2 separate regions of the Mus musculus genome follow, and region 1 is linked to region 2. Evidence: chromatin contacts called from public Hi-C data. All regions are on one chromosome and are shown on one strand. Each heading gives the region's core, a stretch centred on a gene start, on an enhancer-like site or on the middle of the called end of the contact. The rest is flanking DNA. Distances are from core to core; before and after follow the strand shown.

The links. A called contact is a pair of places that touch in the nucleus more often than the background predicts.
Region 1: a Hi-C map of forebrain shows a contact between it and region 2, with 1.8 times the contacts expected there. The contact joins the promoter of 5330416C01Rik here to the enhancer-like site in region 2. A contact is called at or near these places in 4 of 39 promoter capture datasets (the 3T3-L1 cell line, cranial neural crest, hematopoietic stem and progenitor cells and 1 more), 3 of 484 Hi-C or Micro-C datasets (cerebral cortex, cortical neurons and forebrain) and 1 of 115 datasets of contacts at active chromatin or transcription factors (embryonic stem cells).

What each region holds. Positions count from the first base shown.
Region 1 is chr13:97,743,673-97,750,731 of GRCm38.p6, reverse strand. 5330416C01Rik (RIKEN cDNA 5330416C01 gene) reads left to right here and starts at 3,321. Exons shown (of 7, transcript NR_152140.1): 1 at 3,321-3,444; 2 at 5,567-5,650; 3 at 6,394-7,059.
Region 2 is chr13:97,666,202-97,673,537 of GRCm38.p6, reverse strand. No RefSeq gene overlaps it. Among named protein-coding and RNA genes, the nearest start is that of Gm34087, 47 kb to the right of the region's middle. Within about 2 kb of position 4,482, at least 28 of the 459 cell types and tissues checked have an H3K27ac peak or open chromatin away from gene starts, as enhancers often do. A contact at or near this core is called in cortical neurons and forebrain, where this site is marked.

The sequences.
Region 1 (7,059 bases), core at 2,072-4,571, 78 kb before region 2:
GCACATACAACAAACTATAGCAGCCATTAAGAGTACTTTATATAATTTAGTAATGTAAAATAATACGATGATATATATCATTTTCTTCGAAAGAAATTAGAATAAACGTATGATGTGACTTTGTGTTCCCAGCCCTTTGAGTTCTAAACTATCTCATTGCAAAGGTGGTTTATTTGGTGCCACAGTGCAGAGCCAGCCTGACAGATTAAGTCATAGTCCTTTATAGTGTTGCTTGGGAAATTTCTGTCTGACTAAGAGTGGCGGATATCCAAGCTCAAGTGCAAGCTCTGATCGACTGATCGATGGGTTGATTGCTATTGTCTGTGCCATTGTGAGAAGTAGGTAAGAAGGCAACGGGCACTCTCTGTAAGGAAACCCCTAAGGAAACTCAGCAAGAGTGGAGGGAAGTGTTCTTCCTCCGGGTTGAACCCTGAAGAAGTTTGGAAGGCTATTTTTTCCTCTTGTGCATGTGTGTGTGTGTGTGTGTGTGTGTACACGCACGTGAGCCTTGTGTGTGTGCTTGCATGTGTGTACATGTGCATGAGTCCTTCCGTGTGTGCTTGCATGGATGTGCACATGCGTGTATGAGCCTTGCCTATTGTGACTCAGGAACTACCCACCTTATTTTCTTGAGGCAGGTTTACTCACTGGCCTAGAACTCAACAAGCAGGATAAGATAGCTGTCCAGTGAGCCCCCATGGGTCCATGTCCTCAATTTACCAGTTTTGAGGTTTCAATTTTTGTCACCTGCCTGGCTTTTGTGTGTTGTATATGGGTTCTGGAGAACTGAACTCTGGCCCACATTCTTGTGCCAAGCACTTTCCCGTCTAAGCTATCATCCCAGCCATTCCCCTTTTGGAGACAGGGGTTTACTATATAGCCCTGGTTGGATTGGAGCTCACTGTGTAGACCAGCATGCCAGTTCTTTGAACTTACAGTCGTTCTCCTGTCTGTGCTTTCTAATTGCTGGGACTACATCTATAGAACACCATGCCAACCCCAGCAGGCTATTTCCATATTGTATTGGGTGGAGAGGCTGATCTGTTTTGTTGGGGTTTTCAGCTTGTTTGTTCTGTTTTTCTAGGTCTACTGTAGAATCAGTCTCCTTATTTGATAATCACACTCCAATTATAATTCTTTCTGCCATACTTATTAAACTGCCTTGACTCTCCTGCCTGTGTTTTCCTGGAACACTGCCTCTAGACATTTGTTTGTTTTTGTTTTTTTTCTAGAACACAGTAGAGTCCCTGAGATGGAGATCTCAGAGTCAAGATTATCAGTGAAAGGACCTTAGCCTACATCTTTCTGCAGGCCAGGAAACCTGGGCATCTCTGTCCATTAATTCCCAGAGTGGACTTGAATTTATCAGGACATAGTGAGTCTAAAAACATCTGGCCAGCCAGACATGGTGGCGCACGCCTTTAATCCCAGCACTTGGGAGGCAGAGGCAGGCAAATTTCTGAGTTCGAGGCCAGCCTGGTCTACAGAGTGAGTTCCAGGACAGCCAGGGCTACACAGAGAAACCCTGACTCGGGGAAAGAACAAAACAAAACAAAACAAAACAAAAATCAAAAAACATCTGGCCAAGATTTCCCTTCTCCTAAAACAACTTGGACATGCATTGCAAAAGAGATTGCTGGACATAAAGATGAAAAGTGTTTCCTTTGTACGATGCATTTATAACACAGGATAAAGCAGCAAAATACACTCGTCGTTGAAAACTCAAAAAGTGCAAACGAGCACAGTAAATTTTAAAAACAAAAAGCAAAATCACCTATAATTCTGGTCTATGGAGACATTGGCCATTGAAATGTTAATTCGTCTGAAAGCTTTTGCTGTTTAGACACGTCTGCTATGGCCACATAGCACATACACGCTGCCTCGTCCGCTTAGCTTGTTAGCTGTTTTAGTGAACTCCCAGTGGCTGTGAAGAAATACCTGAGATATCCATTTTAAAAGGAGCAAAGGCTTGTCTCAGCTCATGGTTCAGAGCTGTGACACAATAGCAGGGAGCATGTGACAGAACCCAGCTACTCACCTGGAACAACTGGGAGCAAAGGAGAGAAGAACTGCCCAAGGTCTCCATCTCACCGACCTACCGTCCATCACTTGCTTCAACTTGGCCCTACCTCCTCCAGGTCCCACCATCCCCCAGTAGCAGTGGGGACCAACTATTTATAAATATGCCGGATCTAAACATATTAATGTTGCTAATATGTTCGTCACTTTGCCAAACATACCTTAGTATGTTTAATGGCTGCAAAGTTACATGGACATACCATAAGTGGTTTTAATCACTTCGCTGTGTTTTGCAGTTAGAGAATTTCAGACAGTTAAGTGATAATATACGTTTTAGTCAACTGGCATCTCATCAATGCTTTATGCTTGTCGCCATGGTTACCTGTGGACAGATTAGTAGAGGTGAACCCGTGAGTCACGGTTAGTTTGTTTGCTTGCTTGCTTTTAATTTAAGGATATTAATATTGCTTGCCCACCTGGCTCCCTACAAGGATATGTGGTGTTTTTCAAATGTGTATATCTGATTTTCATTTTCATTATCTGAAAATCGTGTATATACATATACTTTACTTATATTCCATCCAGTTTCAGCTATATGACCTTACTATACTTTAGAGCAATTGTTAAATGGGACCCCTTTGAGTGTACCAGGCTCTTTTGAAAAACAGTCCTCATGTATACAACTATCACACTTAACATACAAATGAGTGGCCTTGAGCTCGTGGGATTCAGACGTCTGTTCAATTAGAGCCATTTTCATAATGTATTTGAAGACTTTTGCTCAATATTCATAAAGCCAAATGTTCGGATACTTTATTTGCCAGGCTATTATGTCCCTGCATAATAGGAGGCTTCTGAGGCAGGACTGGGCTGCCTTGCCCTGGCTCTGGGAGCGCACTACAGGTAACGTGCCTTTGGCTTCGATCCCAAAACCGCAGCACACAGATGGTGGGGAACAAAAGGCCTGAGTGGCCCACCACGTTTCAGCTGCTCTTCCAGCCTTCCCCCCAGCCCTCCCGGGTCTGTCTGCTCCCTCCCTTCCTCTCCACCCCCACCACGATCGCGCACCTCTGCCCTCCAGGACTGACAAAAGACCATGCTCAAAATACCCAAATGTTGGTCCAATATGGTAAATCTGAAAAGCGAGCCATTTGATGTCACCCAGTCTTCTCATTAGACACTGTCACTGCCCTTCTCTTTGAATGTCAGGGAAATAAAGTCCATTTAGGTGCCAAGAAATCTTCCCGATAGAGAGGTTGCTATAGCAACCGTGTAGCGATGAATTAACCAGCAAGCCATTCAGTCATAAGGTGCTGGCTTGGAACTGCTCTGCATGGTGTCCTACCTTCTTTTGAAACTAGATGGTTCTGCACGGCCCAGCGTCTGCTTTCTATTTCTGTGGTTCAGACACGACTGTTTGTTAAGGTATTTGGTTTGCTATAGAATTAAGGCTCCCAGAGGGGGGAGAAGAGGTGGGGTGGAGAACTAGCTGAAAGGCTAGCAAACTATAACAAACCCAGAACAACTTTTTCAAAAGTGTAGGAGGCAGCGGTGGGGGATCAAACAGAGTCGGCTCCCTATGGAAGCAGGTGCAGCAGGCTGATGTAAATCCTGAGCCCAGGGAGGGGGGAAAACAAAATCAGCTCTATCGAATGTGGGACTGGTCGAAAATAAACCTCACGCTTTTATTAATCTAATCCCTGCTTTGTAAGCCATGACATTTAACCGGGTAATTAAATAATAATTGAATAAGTCTGCGAGGCATAGAACCAGGCAGAAAGGCGCATTCCCTTGAGACAATTTTTTTATCAAATATTGACTCACTCTTCAATATTAACGATGGGGAGCTAATGCTATATTTTATATTTACATACTAACATTGTTTGGAAGACCCTTGGTGATTTATAGGTTCTCAACTTACACATGCGAGTTGAATTGAAAATCCAAGGTCTAGGGACACACATGAATGGTAGGGCAACACAGGGCAAAGCTTCGCCGCCCCTGCCTATCACGGCCTTCAGAAAGGCACACCAGTCTAACTGTTCTTACTCCACAAACAGACTCACTTGGTGCCGGGGGGGAGAAGTGGAGCTTCTTTTTTCTTTTTAGATTGTGATATTATTAGGTTTTAGTTATGTGTGTGGGCTTGTGGGATCAGGTACTTGTGGAGGCCAGACCTGTCGAATCCCATGGAGGAAGTATAGACAGTTGTGAGCTATCTAATGCAGATGCTGTGAAAGAAACTTGAGTCCTCTACAAGAGCAATGTGTTCTCCTAACCCCAGAGCCACCTCTCTGGCCCAGGAGTTTCCTTTCCAAACAGCCCCTTGGGTTTTGCTGGCACACAGGAAGCACCAGATAGAGAAGGGTGTAGCATCCCCAGTATAGTGTGCTAGTCAATGACTAAAGGCAGGCTCTTGGAGATGAGTGTATATGTTTGCATATGTGTTCACAATTATCTTATACTTTACTCCTGTGAAGGTTTCCTTACACACGATTTAATAACATTGTCAACATACAGTGTTCTCTCTAACTTTCCTAGAGACAACTCATTTGCATAAGTGCTTTTAGCTTTTTAGTGTGTGCTGAAGTCTTCTTGTGTCTGCACCCAACCTACTGTTAATTACCATTGACAAATAGTTCGTGCCTGAATGTTAACTGTCTGTTTGCATACGATGAAAGTAAGGGTGTGTCGGAACTTGACTCTGGTCTATAACATGATCTATCCCTTAGTTGTATGGCTTCATAACTTTGGAAGACTGTCATCCCTCAGCCATTCACAGCATAATGACTACAGACCTGTCACCTTTTAGGTTTAATTTCATTGTTAGCAGTTTTCCTCAGATCAAATAGAAACAATCAGTAAAGCAATAAGTTGTGCCCAGACTTAAAATGTGTTATTTCCCCTCTAATCCTGGAGATAGTGGCTACCAACAATGATGCATCAAACAGAGTTGCGAATAGATGATCCTGGGGACCACTCTATTTCTAGCATGGGCACATAAAAGAGCTTTTTTTTTGGCTCTTTTTTAATAGATATTTTCTTTATTTACATTTCAAATGTTATGCCCTTTCCTAGTTTCCCCTCTGAAAATCTCCTATCCTCTCCCCACTGCTCCCCAACCCACCCACTCCCATTCCCAGTCCTGACATTCCCCCTATACTGGGGCATAGAACCTTCACAGGACCTAGGGCCTCTCCTCCCATTGATGGTCGACTAGGCCACCCTCATCTACATATATAGCTAGAAAAGAACTTTTTAAATCTCCAGAACACCAACTGAAATAGGAATGTGATGAAATCGTTTTAACAAGGAATTCAAGCACTCACTGGCTGTGGGCTGGTTTTGTGTGATGCTGGGTTTGTACCCACAATTTCATATACACTGGGCAAACTAAAAAAGACCTACATCCCAAGTCTCTGTAATATAATTTTTTAGATACTGAAAATCCTTCTCAGTTTCCTCTTGGGTCTCTTTAGTGCACAAAACGGTTCAAGTTTGGGGACCACAGATCCTAGATGACTCTGTGTCATTTTGTTTTATTCAGGTAATGATGGAGAACACTGACATCCGGCACACATGGGACTTATGGATTTTGCTGACTATTTTTGAAAGCTCTATAGGACGTGTGGTAAGGAGCAGGGTGCATTGGTCCTGGCTCTGCTGGTGCAGCTCAGTATGTTTGGGAGTAACTGTGGCTTCTGAACCAGACTCACGCTGTGTAGCCATGGAAGAGCAAAGCGCTGTGTGCTGCATAAACTGTGCCTCTGCTATACACAAGCAAGATTGTCAGACGGCAAGCCCAAGCGTGTGTTCTTTCTATTGTCCCATTAAGAGGACAATCTGGAAGATGCCACCTGGTCAATCGATTCATATTCTCCACCTGACACAGGGCAGCCTGCCAACCTGACACTTATTCTCGGGCTGCTTTTCTTTGCTAGGGAAGCCACTATTTTTTTTTCTCATTTGGTTTTGTAAGTATTCAAATTTGAGCAAAAATAAAAAATGTTCAGCTAATCTGAATGATCGCTCTCTGTGCACAGAGAAACCTGGATCCTTTTTCTGCCTTCCGGACTGTTTGTAAGCTTTCCTTCAATGTGTCTAGAAAAAGCAGGGTCAGAATTTTCATAGAAGGATTCCAAGGGGGAAGATGTAGTGTCTTGTCTTGTCTTGCTTTGCTTTGCTTTGCTTGCCTTTTTTCTTCCTTCCTTCATCCCTCCCTCCCCCTTCCTCTCCCCCCCTTTCTTTCTTTTTGAGAGAATCACCCTTTGGTTTTCAGACTGTCTGCCAACTCTTCACCCACAGAAGAAACTTGACTCTTTTCTTTTCTTTTCTTTTCTTTTCTTTTCTTTTCTTTTCTTTTCTTTATTTTAGGGAGCTTAGAGACTTCAGACAGAAGGTAGAATGTGAATCATGGAGCCACCAGTGCTCAGAGCTCCCCTCCAAACCAAGGGAAATGACAAGAAGTTGGCAGACCTCTCAAGGTTACTGTCAGGAGCCACTGGCATTCAACCGAAGTTATTGTATGCACATACCAAAGTGACCAGTCTTCCCCTGAGCCAGAAAGCTAGTTTAATCCTGCAGTGTGAGATTCGTGATTTTAATTCTGGGAAAGAAAGGCTTGCAAGACCCTCTTCTTCCAGCACCTGAACTGCAGGCAGGCTCCTGAGCCTTGGGTCACAAGGAATGCAAAGATGTCCTGGCAGCCTTTGAATCCGTGAGACTTCTTGGTAGTATGAGAGAGATACTTTTCCATGAGCACTTAGGTAAAGAGAGGACCCAATTTCACTATAAAAATATTACTAACTTGCCAAAGGCACATGCCAGTTCTTAAGGAAGACAATCTGAGCTACCTCCACATCACAGGAATAAAAAGGCCCCCTTCCTCCCCAGACTAACAGTCTGAGTGAGTGTCCCAGTGACTGTGCAGTAGACTTTCTTCAGAACCAAGGTGGGGTCAGAGGAGCCTCTGTCTTCCTACAGCAGTCCTGAAGCAGGGACAAGAAAACTTTGCTTTTATATTTGAACTTTAGAATTCTC
Region 2 (7,336 bases), core at 3,233-5,732:
CTCTCTCTCTCTCTCTCTCTCCCTCCCACTTTTCTGTCTCTCCTGGCAGGGATTCATACTATAAATTTATTGCTTATTTTATTCTCTGAAGCCAGAGAGCAGATGAACAGGAAGATCCAACCCTGCACCCTAACAGATTTAGAGCAGAGGGTGCGGGGTAGGGGAGTGTAAATCATTGCTTCTCAGCTCAGCTCCAGCTGCGTATGAGAAGCACCTGTGGAGCGCTAAAAATACCTTCCAAACTGTACCACCGAAGCCTTTCATCTGAAATGGCCAGGCCAGGCTCAGCAAGGGTGCTCAGAAGCTCCCAGCAAGAATCAACCCAAGCTGAAAAACCAACCATGTAGATCCTTGCCTCCGGTGCTGAAAAAGTAACTCAGGAAGACTAGTTCTCTCTTCCTGGGTATAATGCCAACTCACTGTCTGTCCTCACTAATATAGAGAAGCTTCCAGAAACAGATGATCTAGAGACCAATGGAGTCACTAGAAGCCTGGGGACCCCAGGGTAGCATCCTAGAGAGTCTTAGTTGAACATAGGAACACCACGGATGCCACGAAGTCTTATATAGGCCAGCAATCATTCCTCAGGAGCCGCCTACCTCATCTGCCTACCTCATTTTTTTAAGACAGGGTCTCTCACTGTGTTCTGGGGTCTACAAATTCAGGCGGACTGACTGGCCAGTTAGCCTCAGGGATCCTCCTGTCTCTGCCTCTCCAGTGCTAAGATTATAAGTACTTAACCACGACACCTAGGTTTTTATGTGCATTCTAGGGATATGAGCTTAGGTCCACATGATTTTATACCAAGCATTTTACTGATTGATCTATCTTCTCCTACACACTCCCCATCCCCACTATCCTCAGTGACCTGTTTCTACCAGCTAGAGGTCACCTAATCTCTCAAAACCAGTGTTACCAGCCAGAGCATGAGTATTCCAAAGCGCTAGCCTGCCGAGGCCGTTCAGATTCAAGCTCTAAACAAATGTCATCCTTTACGCTTAAGGATGTTACAGATGTTTCTATGGCAACATCAGTTGCAAGTGGCCTCTTAGCTTTCTCTTCTGCATGCTGGAGGGGATGTCTTTTCCCATTCCAAACCCTCTTCTGGGGTCTGCTACTTTGATTGCTGTCAGGGTGGGCTCTGCTTGAGGGGTGGTCACGGCAGCTGAGAGGGCAAACATACCAAGATTATCTATGTGGGGCTGGCTCCATCATGCAGTGAAGTGAAACATCTGTGCCTTGCTTTCTAGGCATCCTCCCTCCTGATGTGGGCTTCTTCTCTGTGTGCACAGCAGCCACCAGCCCCAGATGCGAAGGGACCTCTCAGAGGAAGTCTGTGGGTTGCCGCCTTTACCTCTGAATTGCAGTTAAGTCTCATGATTGGGAAATAAAACCAGATTGGCTTTTAAGTGCTCAAAGAAGGATTTCTGAGGAACTGTCTAATCCCATTGGCCTTTGTCAGCCAGGCCTTTAATTTCTGCTCCTCCAACCTTGTGACTAGGACTAGAGAGCAGCAGCTGCACGATGGAGGGGAGACGCCAATCACCTGGGGCAGGTGAGGAGAAGGGACTGCGTTCGTTCACCTGCTTCCATCTTTCATGTAGAGATAATTTCTTTTATTTTGTGGAGATTAAAGCTTGCTTGAAGTGAGAGATGCTTTTGCAGAAAACTGTGTCTCCCAGCTCTGCTATTATGGGGCTGGAATGCTGACCTTTAACTCCAGAGCCTTCTCGTTGACCTGCAAGCATCCTGTAGGTGTCCTGTCTGCCACGGGCAATGGACTAGAAGGAACACTGTGATAATGAACAGTGGGGACTCTCTGCTGCCTCTGCCTTGACAGTCCCTTTGTGCCACATTGCAGATTTCCCAAGGTATTGGTGACAGCTGGATCAGAGGGGGGAAACTAAGGAAGAAGAACATGTGGCTTGGGTTTAAGACTTGCAGTAGCTAATTCTCTGAAGAAGTTGAATAGATTTGCCAAGGTCTTGATTGCCTCTTGACTGCTCTTACCCACCACTCACAGTGGCCACAACTTTGGACAGCTCTGAAGAGGGAGTGGACCAAGAGAGCCTCCAGAGGCAGAAAGCCACTGTTTTCCTCAGCAGCCACTTTTTGTGAGTGAAGAGACTCATACCATATGCTGTGTAGCTAGGTGGCCCTCGACACGCCATGAATCCTGGCTGGAAAGACACCCAGTCCCTCCATCTAGAATGTCTCTTCTCCTTTATCAGGACAAACCTAATGCCCTTAACACACTGTGAGACTAAGAGTTAGACAGATAAAGAAAAGGGACATGACTAGGTAATAAAGGTGACAAATTTCTAAAATGGCCAGCTTCTTCCTTACCCTTCTAAGTCAAGATTTAAAAAACACATGACATAACAGTTGTGCGTCAAGCAATATCATATTCTCCTTCAAACTGACCAGCCCTAAATTAGGGGAAGGAAAAAACACCACTGCCACCAAACCCAGTCCTCAAGAAGAGCCTGGATTTGTCAGCTTTCCTGAGCCCTCCACCCCCTCTATGTTGCAAAGGGACTTTTTCTCTGTATGTCTGTGTGGGTAGGTGTCCCTGCCCATCAATAAGTGCCTTTCTTCACCTGCTGACTCTATTCCTATTTGCTACCTTTGAGATTTCTCTACTGTTACTTGAGAATTCCCTGCCATTTAATTATTTATTAATAATTATAGCAAGCATTTTACTGATTAATCTACCTAGACTGTGTTAGCATCTGTGCTGATCTCTTGGACCTGGTTCAAGTCTTGTATTTCCATTCTCACAGCACCAGTCAGCCTGCCTCATAGACTTAACCATAGCTACGGCTTCACTGGAGATGTCCCTCTGTATGGGAGCCCTGGAAGCCAAGAACTGCTTCGATCTTACTTTCTTTCTTAATGGGTGGCATCCAGCAGGTACTCGATTCTTAACCGACTCACTGTTTAATAAGAGATTTTTGTGCAAATGCACACTTTTGAATTTGTTATTCCTTAAAAATGACTGTAGGTTTATTCTCTCTCTCTCTCTCTCTCTCTCTCTCTCTCTCTCATGCTCATGCTCTCTCTCTCCCACCTGGTACCCCACCCACACATATAGATAAATGTATCTGTATTATTCTGTATTCTGTCTCCCCTCTGAGTAAGAATGGGTCCTAATCAGACCTCTACCAGTATCCTGAAGGAAACAAAGCAGCTCTCGCCCTCCCAGCACTCTTCTCCCTTAGAACCACTTAATAACCCTGTGGGATCACAATAGAGTAGAATGAGAGATGTCTTTAGAAGTGACAAGATACAGGAAACCACAGCACTGTGCCTTGGGAACATAAAATAATAGAACAAATCCTTAAAGATTTCATCTTATCCTTAGAAGCACTTTACCAAAGCCATTTCAGCCTCTAACAAGTGTTGGCTCCAGTCCCACCTACCAAAGTCATGCACTGGCCTGATAAAGGACAATGGTCATGCGGTGCATTTTGTGCCATTAGGCTTAAGGAATCAGAAAGCAAATACATTTGGAGGGTGACCACAGACTACCTCAAGGCGGAGGGACCTTGCGGAATTGGCTCCATCCTGATACTCCTGGGAGAGAGGAGGCTACAGAGAATGCCATTAGTCACTGAATTGTAATTATCAGGGATAACTAGGGGGTGTGGTGTGCTGAATGGAGCTTGTTGGGACTCAAGCGACTGTTGTGTTTGAGAGTACAGACTCTCAGAAGACCAGCATATGGACCAAGCTCCACAATTGATGGGGAACATCAGAGTATCCTAGGCTCTCTTTTCCTCCTGTACCCCCACGCAAAACAGGTATGATGATGGTACTCGTCGCATGGAGCTTGTCGAAGGATTTGTAATGCACTTTGCCTAACACACAAAAATTACTCAATACAGAGTAGATTGCAAAGGCTTCTAAGAAACAAAGCCTGTATGTTTCTAAACGCCCAGACTGGCCTTTTGCCAGGTGAATACTGAAATGAAACACTAGGTAACTGTATCTTCTTTTATTAAAATCTCTTTCACAAGTTTTGTTCACTGCTCCGTTCCACTGGCCCTCACTGGGTTAACGCTCCCTTGCTCATTTCCCCGGCTTGGTACATAAGATCAGGTTGCATATGTTAAAGAATTACAGGCAAGGAACATTTTAGGTGGGTTGGATACCATGCATCAGGAGGAATTTGAGTTGAAAAGATTACTGTCTTTTGTGCCGTTGAACATTCCATCAGTTCAAGAGGAAGAAGTCTGTTTACAGGTATAGTCAGGTCTACAGGGACCAAAGCATAGCTCCTCTAAATATGTCTTTTAGGACATTCCTGAAATGATTTGCTTTGTTCGAGCCTCTTTTAAGAAACCACATGTAATTACACTCAACTATTCAGAAGGTTAAGCTTCAAACTAGCAAATGCCAAAGCGTTCTGAGTTCTCATTGCCAACTCGCCCTAATTCAGCAAGCAAGGCCTTAGCTCCTCCTCTCAAGCATGCCAGCAGAAAAGAATGTGAGCCAGTATATTCATGAATCCTGGCTCCTCTCTGCTCAAGCATTTCTTTCCAGTGCTGGGGCAGGTCTTTTGATAATCAATTCTCGTGTTATTTATAAACGTTCTTGTCTAGGAAGAAAGCCACTTGCTAATGACAAGGCACTGTGTGACTTTCTATGTCTACAGATGAGCAAGATCTGAGAGAATATTCTAAAACCTTGCTCTTAAGTCTATTGTTCCTTTAACTCACTTAAAACATGCATATGCATGCCTCCTGCATTTAGAAACCTTGCCCTTATTAATTATGGAGTAGACCCCTGTGGGATTTAATATTCTAATTATTTCACACTACAGAACCTCCCAAACATTTTCCTGCTATGCTTAAATTAATATCAGTATATTAAGATCAGACTTCACACAATTGTGTATTAGAGAGAAAGAGTACCTTTTCCTTAAGACCAGGGTTTTTTTTGGGGGGGTGTTTGGTTTTTTTGTTGTTGTTGTTTTTACTTCAGCATGGATATGCATGTGGAATATGTATGTATGTCTGCATGTTCACATGTGTATGAATGCATGTGTTTGTAAGGTGCATGTGAAAATGTGTATGCCAGTGTTTAGAGGCCAAAGTTGGCGTCTGATGTCTTCCTCAATCCCTCCCCACCTTATGTATTGATTCAAGGCCTCTCATCTGCACCCATAGCTCGCCAATTCTGTTAACCTAGCTAGTTAGCTTGCTCTGGGGAGCTTCAGTTTCCATCTTCCAGGGTTAGGATCACAGGTGGGCCTCCACACCCACCCTGGGTTTCCTTTGGTGCTGAGAATCCAAACTTTGTTCCTTATCCTTCTTACACAGTAGGTCTTTACTCACAAGACAATCCCCCATCTGTCTTTATGTGGATTCTTTTGAGTTCAGGTTCTCAGGAAACTACCACATGGATACCTATATAATGAGAACAGAAAATGAAAAAGAGGCTGGTAGGTTAAGAACTTCCTTTGTTCATCCACAACTAATTAGCAATGTCTAGCCTGATCCCTGGGCTGTTCTGGGCACCATGGAAACAAAATGTCTGCCCAATGGAGTTCACACTATTGTGTTGTATTTCAGTGTAAAATAGATGGTAGGTCATAGGGAGAAAAAAAATAATGTAGATGGAAACGAAACGGGACTGGGAATTGTGGTGCATGCCTATAATTCAAGGCCATGGCTAACAAAAGCTGGAGGAACACAAACAGGAGGCCAGGCTGAGCTATATCATGAGGTTCTGACTCTAAAACAGGAAAGGGGAATAGAGGGTTCTAAAAGCAAGGTCATGGTGCTCCTCCAATATCTGAGCAAAGATCTAAAGAATAGAATGAATGACTTGTGCAATATTTGAATTAAAAATGCCATGAACAGTCATGGAAACTCATCACAAGAGGGCCCTGCTCCAGACGTATGGAAGGAAAAGGCCAGTGTGACTGGAGACGGGAGAAAGGAGCACTGAGAGGGAAGGGCACCCAAAGCAGCATGCTCCTTCTACCACCTGGAGCTTCTAGTCTGAGTACCGCTGCAGTACTGTGAGTAAAAATGAAAGGATCTGACGATTGCTATAGCAACGCCGCCTAGGAAGGATGATGAAGATTCACATGACAGTTGTGAGAAGCAGCCAGATCCTGGGCTATTTCAAAGGAAGAACTTTAAAGGGATTTGCTAATGGGCTTAAATATAAATCAAGAAAGAACAGGACGAGTCATGAACAACTCCAAGATTTTTTTTTTTTTGGCTTGAGTTTTTTTTTTTTTTTTAAGTTTGAAGAATAGAAGGGAAGCGAAGGTTTGAATATTGACATGTTAAGTTTAAGATACCTACATTAGCCATCCTCATGGAGATGTTGAGTAGGCAGATGTAGAGAAAAGTCTGGAGTTCAAGGCAAAGGCATAGGCATGAGACATATTTTAGGCTCTATCAACATGTGGATGATGTTAAGCCATGAGACTGGCTGATATCACTCAGGTAGTGAATGTGGGTGGAGACGAGAAGGCGTCCAGAGACTGAAAGCAAGCATGCAGCACTCCAGGGTTTGGAAATCCACACCTGGCATAGCTCCGGATAACTGTTATTCAGAAATGTCTTACTCCTGCTTGGTTCAAAACACTCCATTTTGCTGAATCATGCGACTTGGCATTGATTGTTTTTCTCCATTTTTTTCAACTGGAGTTACTCAGACCATAAAATGGAGCTTAAGGCTAAAGTTGCAGATGACTTAAAGCCTCTGTCTTTCTGCTGAGGAATCCTTGGCCAGTGACATTCAGAAACAATTTTCAAAAGTTTCTTTGTTAACGACTAGACAAGAGCAGCACTGTACATTCAGGAAAAGATGTGTCCAAAAGCCCTTTCAAGGGGTATTGTCCCAAAACCAAAAAATCACAACCCATCCTTGGGTGTCACTAAAAGTTATTGACAGTGACTATCACTGCAAAACAAATTATCCTCCAAACTCAGATACTTGAAATAAGTATTGATGATCTTATTGCTCTTAAGCCAGAAAATCCAGTCATGGTTGGGCTGGCTCCCTTGCCCAGGGTTTCACACAAGGCTGCAATTAAGGTGTTAGCAGAGTGAGAGCAGGTTCTCATCTGAAGACTCGGCTTAGGAATAACCTGCCGTTGCTTAGAGGGCACTTTCCATTGTCTTGACACATGGGCCTCTGTAGCTTCATTTATTGTAGAAATGTGAAGACTCAGAAAGGGAGCTAGCAAGAAAGAAAATGTCTTCAGGATGGCTACCACAGGCTCTTACAGCCATCACAGGCTCTAATGAAGCACTAACAAAGCACAGCATTCCCCCCTCCCTCCCCCACCCCGTTCTATAAACCAGAAGCAAGT